3 separate regions of the Mus musculus genome follow, and all the other regions are linked to region 2. A link is a contact called in public HiChIP or PLAC-seq and promoter capture Hi-C data. All regions are on one chromosome and are shown on one strand. Each heading gives the region's core, a stretch centred on a gene start, on an enhancer-like site or on the middle of the called end of the contact. The rest is flanking DNA. Distances are from core to core; before and after follow the strand shown.

Region 1 (3,152 bases), core at 115-2,614, 240 kb after region 2:
CTTTTTTTTTTTTTGATATTTTTTCTAATTAGGTATTTTCCTCGTTTACATTTCCAATGCTATCCCAAAAGTCCTCCATACCCCCCCCCCCATCATCTTTTATAACCAACACTGGCTCTGGATGGGGGCCTTAGGCACACTGGTCCCCTCCCCCACCCCTCAGGCGCAAATGCTTGATCACTGTGCACTGGGGCTTTAGGCCATACTCCCCCAGCAGCTCCTTGTCCTCCATGGGCCTTCCCTCGAAGCTCAGCCAGAACTGGTCTTCGTGGACTTGTTCCCGCTGGGACACCTTCTTCTTAAGCGTGTCTACAGTCTGCGTCAGAAAGACCTCATAGATGTTGCTGTGGCCCCTTTCGTTCCTCACCAGGATGCTCAGAGGCTCGCTGCAGTTCTGTACCACTAGCATCACTGTGCTGCTGGGACCCAGACCCAGACTGGAAAGGGTAAGACCGTCCTGGAGCACTGCAGTTTGGTGGGCCAGGCGCTGCTGGAAAGCCGGCACACCAATCTTCTGGGCAATCTGCTTCTTCAGTTCTGACACCGTCATGGAGTTAGTCACGGACACCAGGAAATCGTTACCCCCCAGCATCTTCACCTTTAGGTCCCAGGCCTGCAAGCATCACATGGATTTAGGAGTGGTTCTCAACCCTCCTAATGCTATGACTCTAATAAAATGTTTCCATTCTTTAATACAGCTCCTGGAGTTGTAGTGACCCCCAACCATAAAACTGCTTTCATCACTACTTCATAACTGGTTTTGCTATATGCAGGATATCTGATATGCGACTCCTGTCAGAAGGTCATTCAGGCCCCCAAAAGGTTCCTGAATCCTTTGGCTGAGAACCACCGGCTTAGCAACTTTGGCTGGGAGTTACTACATGCAAAGCACCAGTCACAGGGCCAGCCCCCACGTCCATCCATGTCCCCCCCCACCCCCACCCCATCCTCTCCTCTATTAGGGGAACCATCCAGGTATATGATACGGAGGCCTCGGTTCTAAAGGGTCCCACAACCATCACATTGTTTCAGTTCACCCATAAAGATAGCCTTCTGGGCCCAGCCTTAAGGGATCTAGAGCTGGTATCTGAGCAAAAGAACCTGCCCCCCCCCCGCCCCCCAGGAGTGAGCTTTAAACAATTATATTCTGTTCTCATACTGTGACTATTCTGTCTCTGGAAGACCCTATCAAGGAATGGAGTAAAGTCAACTAAAATGAAACCCATCTGCCTCTGTCCCAAATTGGACTCACCATTGCTGCAGGCTCTAGCTCTAGGTCCCCTGGAATTAAGGAGTCTGCTTCTGGCTGCTTGCTCTCACAGTCAGAGACTGGATCGACTCTCAGAGTCAGAGACTGGGTCGACTCTTTTAAGTATGAGCTGTGGGTGTGAAGAGGCGGAGTTTCCAGAAACCAGAGCTATTTTCTGTTTCGGTTTCCTTTTCCTACGGCATACCTTAAATGAGTGGGAAAACCAAAACTGAATGAAAAGAAACTGTAGTTGGGAAGGAAAGGGACTGGCTCTCAAGGGTCAAAGCTGTAACCAGGCCTGTGTGCTCTAAAACTCCCTAAACGCCCTTCAGGTCCTTCACAAGGCATGTAAAAGTCAGAATAGGAACGAATAATAGAAAATGTATTTGTCGTTTGTTAGCTTGGAAATTAGTTGTCTTGGAAAATGGCATAATAATTCAGAAACTGCATAACATAGTACCAATCAGAATTGCCCAAAGACAACTGCTATTGGTTATTAGTTTAGAACAATAGTTTTTTTTTGGGGGGGAGGGGCTTGTAGGAAGCATTTCTGTCCTAGAACAGTTTATTAAGACCCTATTGTAGCTGGGCCAGGGCGCACACCTTTGATCCCAGCACCGGGGAAGCAGAGGCAGGTGGATGTCTGAGTTCAGGGCTAGCCTGGTCTACAGAACAAGCACCAAGACTCTGTCTTGAAAAGCCAAGAGAACAAACAAAGTATTGCTCACATCAAGATACATTGAGTCAGATGAGTTTGTTTTTGAAGTAGTCTTTGCTATGTAGTCCATGCTGGCTTCAAACTCACTTTAAAATTGGCCTTAAACTGGTCCTTCTGTTTCTCCTGCTCATGTTCTGAGATTTTAGTGATTCATCTTCTGTGCCATTTTCTGCAGTTCTGGGAACAGAACCCAGAGCTTCATGCATGCTAAGTAAGTACTCTAACAATTGAGTTATATACTTAGTACTCAGTTTTGGTTTTTTTTTTGTTTGTTTGTTTTTGTTTTTTTGGTTTGTTTTTGTTTTTGTTTTTTTTTTTTTGTTTTTTTTTTGTTTGTTTGTTTTTTGTTTTTTGAGACAGGGTTTCTCTGTATAGCCCTGGTTGTCCTTCTGGCTGTAACTCACACTGTAGACCAGGCTGGCCTCAAACTCAGAAATCTGCCTGCCTCTGCCTCCCAAGAGCTGGAATTAAAGGTATGTGCCACCACTGCCTGGCTTAGATTTTTTTTTTTAAGGTTTAGTTTTAATTATGTGGATACAGTGTATTTGGGGGGGGGGGATTGTGTATATGTGAGTGCAGGAAATTAGAAATTTAGAAGAAGGAACTGAATATATAAATTTTCTTTCTTTCTTTATTTTGCTTATATGCATGCATATGTGTGCTTATACATGTCAGAGATTAATGTTGAATGTTTTCTTCAATCACTTTCCACATAGCCATCTTTCCAGCCCAATATTTAAAGAAAATTAAAGAAGTAGGACCACCAGTAGGGTGTCTAGCCCCTCCTGTGGTCTCAGGCCACCTCCATTGAATGGAGGCAGCTGCCAGGCTACGCTGTGCTTAGTAACCTGAGTACAAAATGTCTGTATGTATAGCAGTGTAACTCAGAATGAAAACAATAGCAACCATTAAAATAATAATGGCCCTGTTTTTCTTATTTTCCTTTGGAAAAAAAATTTGGTGTGTGTGTGTGTGTGTTTTGAGACAGGGTCTCACTATGTAACCCTGGCTGTGCTGGGACTTACTCTGTAGACCAGGCAGGCCTCGAACTCACGGAGCTCTTTCTGTCTCTGCCTCTTGAATGCTACATTAAAGGCACGTGCGGCTGTGCCTCACTTGCCCTAAGTTTTTGAGTTCTTCTTGGCTGAACTTAGCGGTGGGGTAATTCAGGATACATCACTGGCA
Region 2 (3,334 bases), core at 125-2,624:
AGTCCATCCCTAGCCACAACATGAGGTCCCTGCCTACTGTGGTATTTCTGTGACAGGGTAAGTCTAGCCTACCTGCTTATAAACTGCCTGAAAGACAGCTGCGGAATCCCACTTCCAGATAGGCCACCGAGGTATAAGTGGACCAAAGGAACAGGGTGCTGCATCTTTGAAGAGGTCTCTGGGCTGAGGCACTTGCCCTCCCCGAACCTGAGACTTGAACTTGGGGCATAGAGGCTGTCTTTCTTGGCATATATAACACATGGATACACACACGCACGCACGCACGGTACTTCCCTTTACGTTCTGCTCTATCCCTGCTTGATTTGTTAGGCTTCTCTGACTGGGTGTGGCCTGGAGCTGGGACGGCTTGCTTGGTCACCTTTCACTCTTTTTTGGAGTGAGAATTGAGGGCCACTATTGTAGAACATTGCGTTCTGTTTACCAGGACCCATACCTACTGGGACCAACCAGCGTGTGTTAGGGATGCAGCTCCAGTCCCTTCATAGAGCAGTTGGAACCACACCTGGCTGTTTGTAGCCACGGCTTTTACCAGTTGGAGGCTATCTGGCTACTGGGAATCCTGGACCAGTCTCAAGGGCCACTACCTCGTAATCACTGAGCTCAAGGTACTCATTGGCTTGGCTTGTCCTTAGCTAGCCCAACTTTGATCTTGAAGGGCCTTTCTCTGGGGACCTGACACTGTCACTCACGAGGACTGGGGGGGTGTGGGGGGGGAATTGTATTGGTCAGAGATGTACAGGGACCAGTTCCCCCTTGAAGTGTAGCCTGGGCCTGTGCTAACCTCTTAGAAGACAGGCCTAGGGGGCTGACAGTGGAGTTACAGACTATAGAAGTTGGCCCTATGTCTGTTGAAGAGTCAAGATAGGATCACCAGCCTCTTCATGTTGTGCCTTTTCGCAGAGGTGAGCCTGGTAGGTCTCTTGTAAGTACAGGAGGATCCCTAGCTGGGAGGGCTAAGCAACCAGCTAATAAAGATGCCCTACTTTTCCCAGGGCCCTTTTTTGTGTTTTAGGGTGGGGTCTGAAGGAGGTATGTGGGGGAAAGTCTGGGAGATTTGCACACAACTTCCTAAAGGAAAGGAATCACGTGGATTCGCTTCCCTGGAGGTGTGGGTATGAAAGATGCCACAGAAAGTTGACAGTTCCCACCCCCCACTGCCAGCTTAACTAAATAGAAACCTGCAGAGAGGAGACCAGAGACTGGGCTGGGGAGACGCAGCCCAGCTCCTCCCAACTCCTTAGGGGTGAAAGAATCACTGGTCATAGGGGTCCCGCCCCGCCCTGCCCCGCCCCGCCCTGCTCCGCCCCGCCCCGCCCCGCCCTGCTCCGCCCCGCCTTCCAAGTGGTGGAAGTGCCCAATGAGTCCTCCCCTTGGAGCCTGGGAGGCCTAGGGAGAAAGTAGTTCTCTTTCGGTGGCAGGGTTGCTGTCGAGGGCACCGAGCAGGAGGATAGGTCGACAGAGACGAGGAGTTCTGGCTCCTCCTGCAGACATGCACCAGCGGCTGCTGGGCTCGTCCCTGGGCCTCGCCCCCGCGCGGGGGCTCTGAATGCCTGCCGCCGCCCCCATGAGAGCACCGGCCTGGGCTCCCGCCCCTAAGCCTCTGCTCGCGGAGACTGAGCCATGTGGGCCTGGGGCTGGGCCGCTGCAGCGCTCCTCTGGCTACAGACTGCAGGAGCCGGGGCCCGGCAGGAGCTCAAGAAGTCTCGGCAGCTGTTTGCGCGTGTGGATTCCCCCAATATTACCACGTCCAACCGTGAGGGATTCCCAGGCTCCGTCAAGGTAGGCAGAGGCTGGGGAGTATGTAGGTGTGCAGTTCTAGGCTCAGACTGGCCCCCACCTCGACAGCTCTGCTCTCCCATTTCCAGGTTGCACTGCCTGTGGCTTTGATCCCTAATCCTGGCTTAGCGCTTGCTGCAGCCAGAGCAGGGACTGGCCTGTGGGGGAGCCTCCCTCTGCCAGGCCTGGTGGCTCTGAAACGGTTAACCCTTTGAAGCCTCCGTGTGTTTTTCAACAGTCTGATGCCATTAGGTATAATTGCTGTCTCGGATGAGAGGGCATCCCGGCAAATGAATGGGTCACCTTATGTATCGGAACTCCTAAATAGGCAGTAGCCTGTCCCCTGTGCTTTCTAGGGGTCCTGTGGTCGTCTCATTTGCTGTGGCATCTTGCGTTCAAAGTACCCTGTTCTTAAGAGTCCTCTAGAGACAGGAATCTCCTGAGCGCCAGTCTCAGAGCTCCTACTGCTGCCATCCTCTGGGCCTCCAGGACAGGAAGGGAAACAGCTCTTACCCAGACAAGATCCTCCTGGCTCTGGATCTTTGACCCTTGCTCTGTATCCTTCCTAGGGTGTCTCTGTGTTGGCCTGCTTGGCTGCCTCTCAGCTCACGTCAAACCACCTCAAGGCCCATTTTCCTGATAGGCAGAGTGAGCAGAGCTGAGGGAGTGTAAGCCATGGGCTAGTTCCCGGGCGGGCGGAAGGGAGATTATGACCACTCAGAGTGGGAGCTCCTGCGGGTGTAGGGTCCTGAGTAACCCTCCCTAAAGATACTAGGAAAGGGAGGTTGTGTCCACCCAGTGGAGTGGAGGCAGTTTTATCAACCCTGCCCTGGGTTGTCTTTCCAAAGATAGGACAGGAGACAGTTTGAGAAGATGTTGGCAGGGCTAGAGCCTCTGTGGACTCACTTTCCAGGTGTCTCTGCTCTTTGTGCTGGGGTGGGGTTTGTTCTACATCTCCTTGCAGCCTTTACCCTTGGCTTAGCAATGTCTGATGTTCTCAGTGTCAAGGGGTCAAACAGATACCTGATAGAGAATTGGGGTGCATGCATCTGTCCTTGCATCTGTCCCTGGGTGGGACCTAAGGGGAAGCAGTGTTTGCAAGTCCTTTCTAGCCTATAACCTGTCTGGAAGAGAACATCTTAATTTCTGATGAGTAAATAAAGCTATCTCCAGTAGCCACCCTGTACCTTGTGTTGTCTCAGAACCCTTGGCTTACTCTGGTTAATGAAGGCAGGAACATTTCAAAACAACCAGTCTGTCACAGCTGGACTAGTGGCTGCTACACTCCTGTCCATTCCACAGGCTGCTGGCCTGATATGCAGGTCTCCTCCACATGCTAATTGTCTCCAGAGACAGGCTTGGCCCTTACCAGATACACTCTCCCAACGCCGTATCTTTGTGTCTGTAGCTACCTTACCTCATTTAAGGCCAACCTCTTGTTAGAGACACATCGGGCTTGCCCTATATGAGTCCATTATGTCCTTCTTCATGGGAGCAGGGCCAGAGGGGTCATGGTCATTTTCACGAAGGCCCAAGG
Region 3 (3,046 bases), core at 465-2,964, 230 kb before region 2:
TCCCTGACTTTTGCCCTTAAGAACTGTGATTAGCTGACTGTGGCAGAATTGATTTCCTTTTGGCTTACCAAGTGAAGGCTGATGGGGAAGTTCGCGTGGGGGATCCAAACTCCTGCTAAACTCCACACTGCTTTCACTCTTAGTGTTATTGAAGCTCTAGCAGTTGACCTTGTGGTCTAGCTGATGATCTGGAGAAAGGGCTGAGACCAAGGAGACTGTGTAGCCATGCCAGAACAGTGTGTTCAACATCCAGCCTTCTTCACTTCAAGTATTCAAGGGACTACTACTGGCAATGCCTGGTCACCTTTTAAGTTTTCACAACCAGGAGAAGAACCAATAGGTGTCTGGAGGGTGGAGGCCAGATGTGAAGTTGATGCTGCAGTGCACAAAGCATAGTCAGCATTCACACTGGACGACTGTAGGAAAATGCATGCCGGTATCTGTGTGCCTCACTTCACTCATTGCAGATTTGGGATAGCACTGGTTGATGAGGCTTTCATGTACCTACGACGCCTGAGAACAGAACCTGAGTTCCAGCCTTGGGGTCCAGGCCTCCCTTTGAATCTAGCCGTCCCACTCCCAATATGGGGTACTCCTATGATATGTTGTATATGTCTGGTAGGAACAGGCTGTGAGGGAGCTATCCTGAAGCCTGGGTCCCTGCAGAAGTGAAGATCAGTGGAGGGCAGGGTCAGGGAAGGCGCGTCACAATGCCCGGGTTCACTCAAGGCCGTGCTTTTCCCAGATCCAGCACACTGAGGACATGGAGAATGAAATCGACGAGCTGCTGCAGGAGTTCGAGGAGAAGAGTGGCCGGGCCTTTCTGCATACTGTCTGCTTCTACTGAGCCTCCTGTGCTCGGTGCATGGCCTGCCCTGCACAGCCACCTTTGTTGAAGCCACTTTTTCAGTGTGTTTTCCTTTCAGATATTTGTTTTTACTGCTAGGTGTACATCATCAATGTACTGTACATATGGAATGAGACGTACGCAGAAATGCCAGATTCAAATCCATTGTTTTTAACCAAAAGAAATAAAGATGGTTTACTCTACAGCCTACAGCAAGTGTCTGTTGTTGGCCCTTTTCTCTCCACTGCTGAATTGTACAGAAACCTAAATAAAGCAACAGGCTGTCTTATTAAGGGGAAAAAAAACCTTGGAATTGCCACAAAATAGGTGCTGCTAGAAGTCTTTGGTTTGTCCTGAATTCCTGGCCTGACTCCCTGCTGAGGAAGAGACTACTCGGCCATTGAGTCCAACCCTGTGATAAACCTGAGAGCACCCTTCTGAGAAGTAGGGCCGGACCCTGGTGCCTTAACAGCTCAGGGCCTGTGTGAGCTGATATAACTGAACTCCTGTTGGAACCTTCAGATACAGTGGGGTCTGGACTTGGGGGGCTGGAGGTCAGCTGTCCTCTTCCTGCTTTCCAACACAGGGCAGGGTTGGTTCTTCTGTTGTCAGCTCTGTGGCCAGCACAGGGCTTGGGACTCAATCCCAGCATGACCGGCAGCCACAAGAGGATCATAGACGCTGGCAGCTGTTCCAGCACCCCTTCCTCCTCAGAAATCGCCTAGTCTTTCCCACAACTGCCACGATCTTTATGGCATACTTGGCCCATTCCGCATCGCATCCGTATCGCCTACCCTCCTGCCCTCCTACCTCTGCTCATGTAGTCATTAGTCCCTGGTTCCTCTGACTTTCCAGGCCCCTCCTCTGATGGCACTTTCTTGCTGGAGGAGGCGGGTGCTGACACTTCCTGTCCCTCTCTGGAACCCGGAGAACCAGAAGGAGGGGCCTTACTTGGGGAAGTAGAGCAGAAACGACCACCTGGTCCAGGCCAAGGCCCAGTCCAGCGCGGCACTGGGCAGGGAGACCGGAGCCAAGGCTGATGACATGGGGCACAATGTGGAGCCGAGGCCGGAGGGGAGGGGTCTCGGGCTGCGTCACAGGGACAGGAGTGGAGAACCTCGCCCCTGGATGCTGGCGCGGGGCGGCGAAGTCCCTCCCCGGAGGCGGAGGCAGGAGGAGGAGGGAGGAGATAGTGAAGAAGAAAAGGAGGGAGGGAGAAGCCTGGAGGAGGGAAGAGGGAGGAGGGAGGGGGCCGCCGCGCAGACCGCAGGGAGCCGGGCGCAGGGAGCACCGGAGGGCGGAGCGGAGGGCTGCCAGCAACGGGCGACAGGCGAGCGACCCCACGTCAGCCCCCACATCTCGGCTGCCTGTGCCCGCGCCTGCCCCCGGGGTCCGCGGCGGCCCGGCGCGCGAGCGCTGACCTCTGCGGAGGCGGCGCGGGCTAAGCATCGGGCCGGGGCCGGGAGGGGCACCGGGGCCGGGGGGCGGCGCTCCGGCCCGGCCCGGCCCCGCCCGATGTCCATGAGTGCGAACACCATGATCTTCATGATTCTGGGGGCGTCGATCGTGATGGTGAGCGGAGGGGCTTCCCGCGCGCGCCCCCTGCTTCTGCCGCCCGCCCGCGCGCGCGCCTACCCCACCTCGCTTCCTTGTTTACCGGCCCGTGCGGCCTGCGCTGCCCTCGCTGCGATCTTGCGCTGCCCTCGCCCTGGTTGCCCTGCGTTTCCCCACCCACCCACCCACCCCTGCAGTCTAGTACTCCCCCTTGGCACCCCTTTCGGCCCGGCCCACTCCTCGCCCTGACCGGTCATGGGCTCTTCCAGGCCATCGCGTGCTTGATGGACATGAACGCGCTGCTGGACCGATTCCATAACTACATCCTCCCGCACCTGCGGGGCGAGGACCGCGTCTGCCACTGCAACTGTGGCCGGTGAGTGCGCCCCGGCTCTAGGCACTACACGCGTGATCACACTTGTGCAGCGGGCCCCACTTGGCCGGTGAGCCCGGAGCAGGCTGGGCCGCAGAGCCTGGCTGGATGATGGGGGCCGCTTCTGCCCGCCAGGTGCTGGGGGAGGGGTGGCTAACGGGAACCCTAGGTCAGCCAGCCGCTCCCTGGGAAAGGAAGCATGACTGAGTCTGTTAGGAACTCCTTCCTCCAGTTCCTTTAGAGAAAAGGCTGCCTGGTGGTGGCATTATGGG

Evidence for each region. Promoter capture Hi-C pulls out the DNA fragments that hold promoters and counts their contacts. HiChIP or PLAC-seq counts read pairs in DNA pulled down with a chosen protein or histone mark.
Region 1: a promoter capture Hi-C map of pre-B cells shows a contact between it and region 2, with 4 times the contacts expected there. The contact joins the promoter of Isg15 here to the promoter of C1qtnf12 in region 2. A contact is called at or near these places in 21 of 39 promoter capture datasets (the 3T3-L1 cell line, 3T3-L1-derived adipocytes, the HPC-7 cell line and 14 more), 8 of 484 Hi-C or Micro-C datasets (CD8 T cells, LSK cells, Th1 cells and 5 more), 15 of 115 datasets of contacts at active chromatin or transcription factors (T-cell acute lymphoblastic leukemia, craniofacial prominence, embryonic forebrain and 10 more) and 3 of 9 other capture datasets (embryonic stem cells, macrophages and pancreatic islet).
Region 3: a contact with region 2 is called in an H3K27ac HiChIP or PLAC-seq map of microglia, with 4 times the contacts expected there. The contact joins the promoter of 1500002C15Rik here to the promoter of C1qtnf12 in region 2. A contact is called at or near these places in 1 of 39 promoter capture datasets (liver), 1 of 115 datasets of contacts at active chromatin or transcription factors (microglia) and 1 of 9 other capture datasets (pancreatic islet).

Annotation. Positions count from the first base shown.
Region 1 is chr4:156,199,454-156,202,605 of GRCm38.p6, forward strand. Isg15 (ISG15 ubiquitin-like modifier) reads right to left here and starts at 1,365. Exons shown (of 2, transcript NM_015783.3): 1 at 1,253-1,365; 2 at 1-613. The coding sequence starts at 1,255. The coding sequence ends at 131. It overlaps Gm46878 (a long non-coding RNA gene), which reads left to right. Exons shown (of 4, transcript XR_003955191.1): 4 at 1-50.
Region 2 is chr4:155,960,938-155,964,271 of GRCm38.p6, forward strand. It overlaps C1qtnf12 (C1q and tumor necrosis factor related 12), which reads left to right and starts at 1,375. Exons shown (of 8, transcript NM_026125.3): 1 at 1,375-1,800. The coding sequence starts at 1,642. It overlaps Gm42365 (a long non-coding RNA gene), which reads left to right and starts at 1,807. Exons shown (of 2, transcript XR_881642.1): 1 at 1,807-2,049; 2 at 2,154-2,972.
Region 3 is chr4:155,732,728-155,735,773 of GRCm38.p6, forward strand. 1500002C15Rik (a long non-coding RNA gene) reads right to left here and starts at 1,715. Exons shown (of 2, transcript XR_001784583.2): 1 at 1,658-1,715. Ssu72 (Ssu72 RNA polymerase II CTD phosphatase homolog (yeast)) reads left to right here. Exons shown (of 5, transcript NM_026899.3): 5 at 746-1,152. The coding sequence ends at 847. Tmem240 (transmembrane protein 240) reads left to right here and starts at 2,077. Exons shown (of 4, transcript NM_001101506.1): 1 at 2,077-2,419; 2 at 2,671-2,777. The coding sequence starts at 2,363.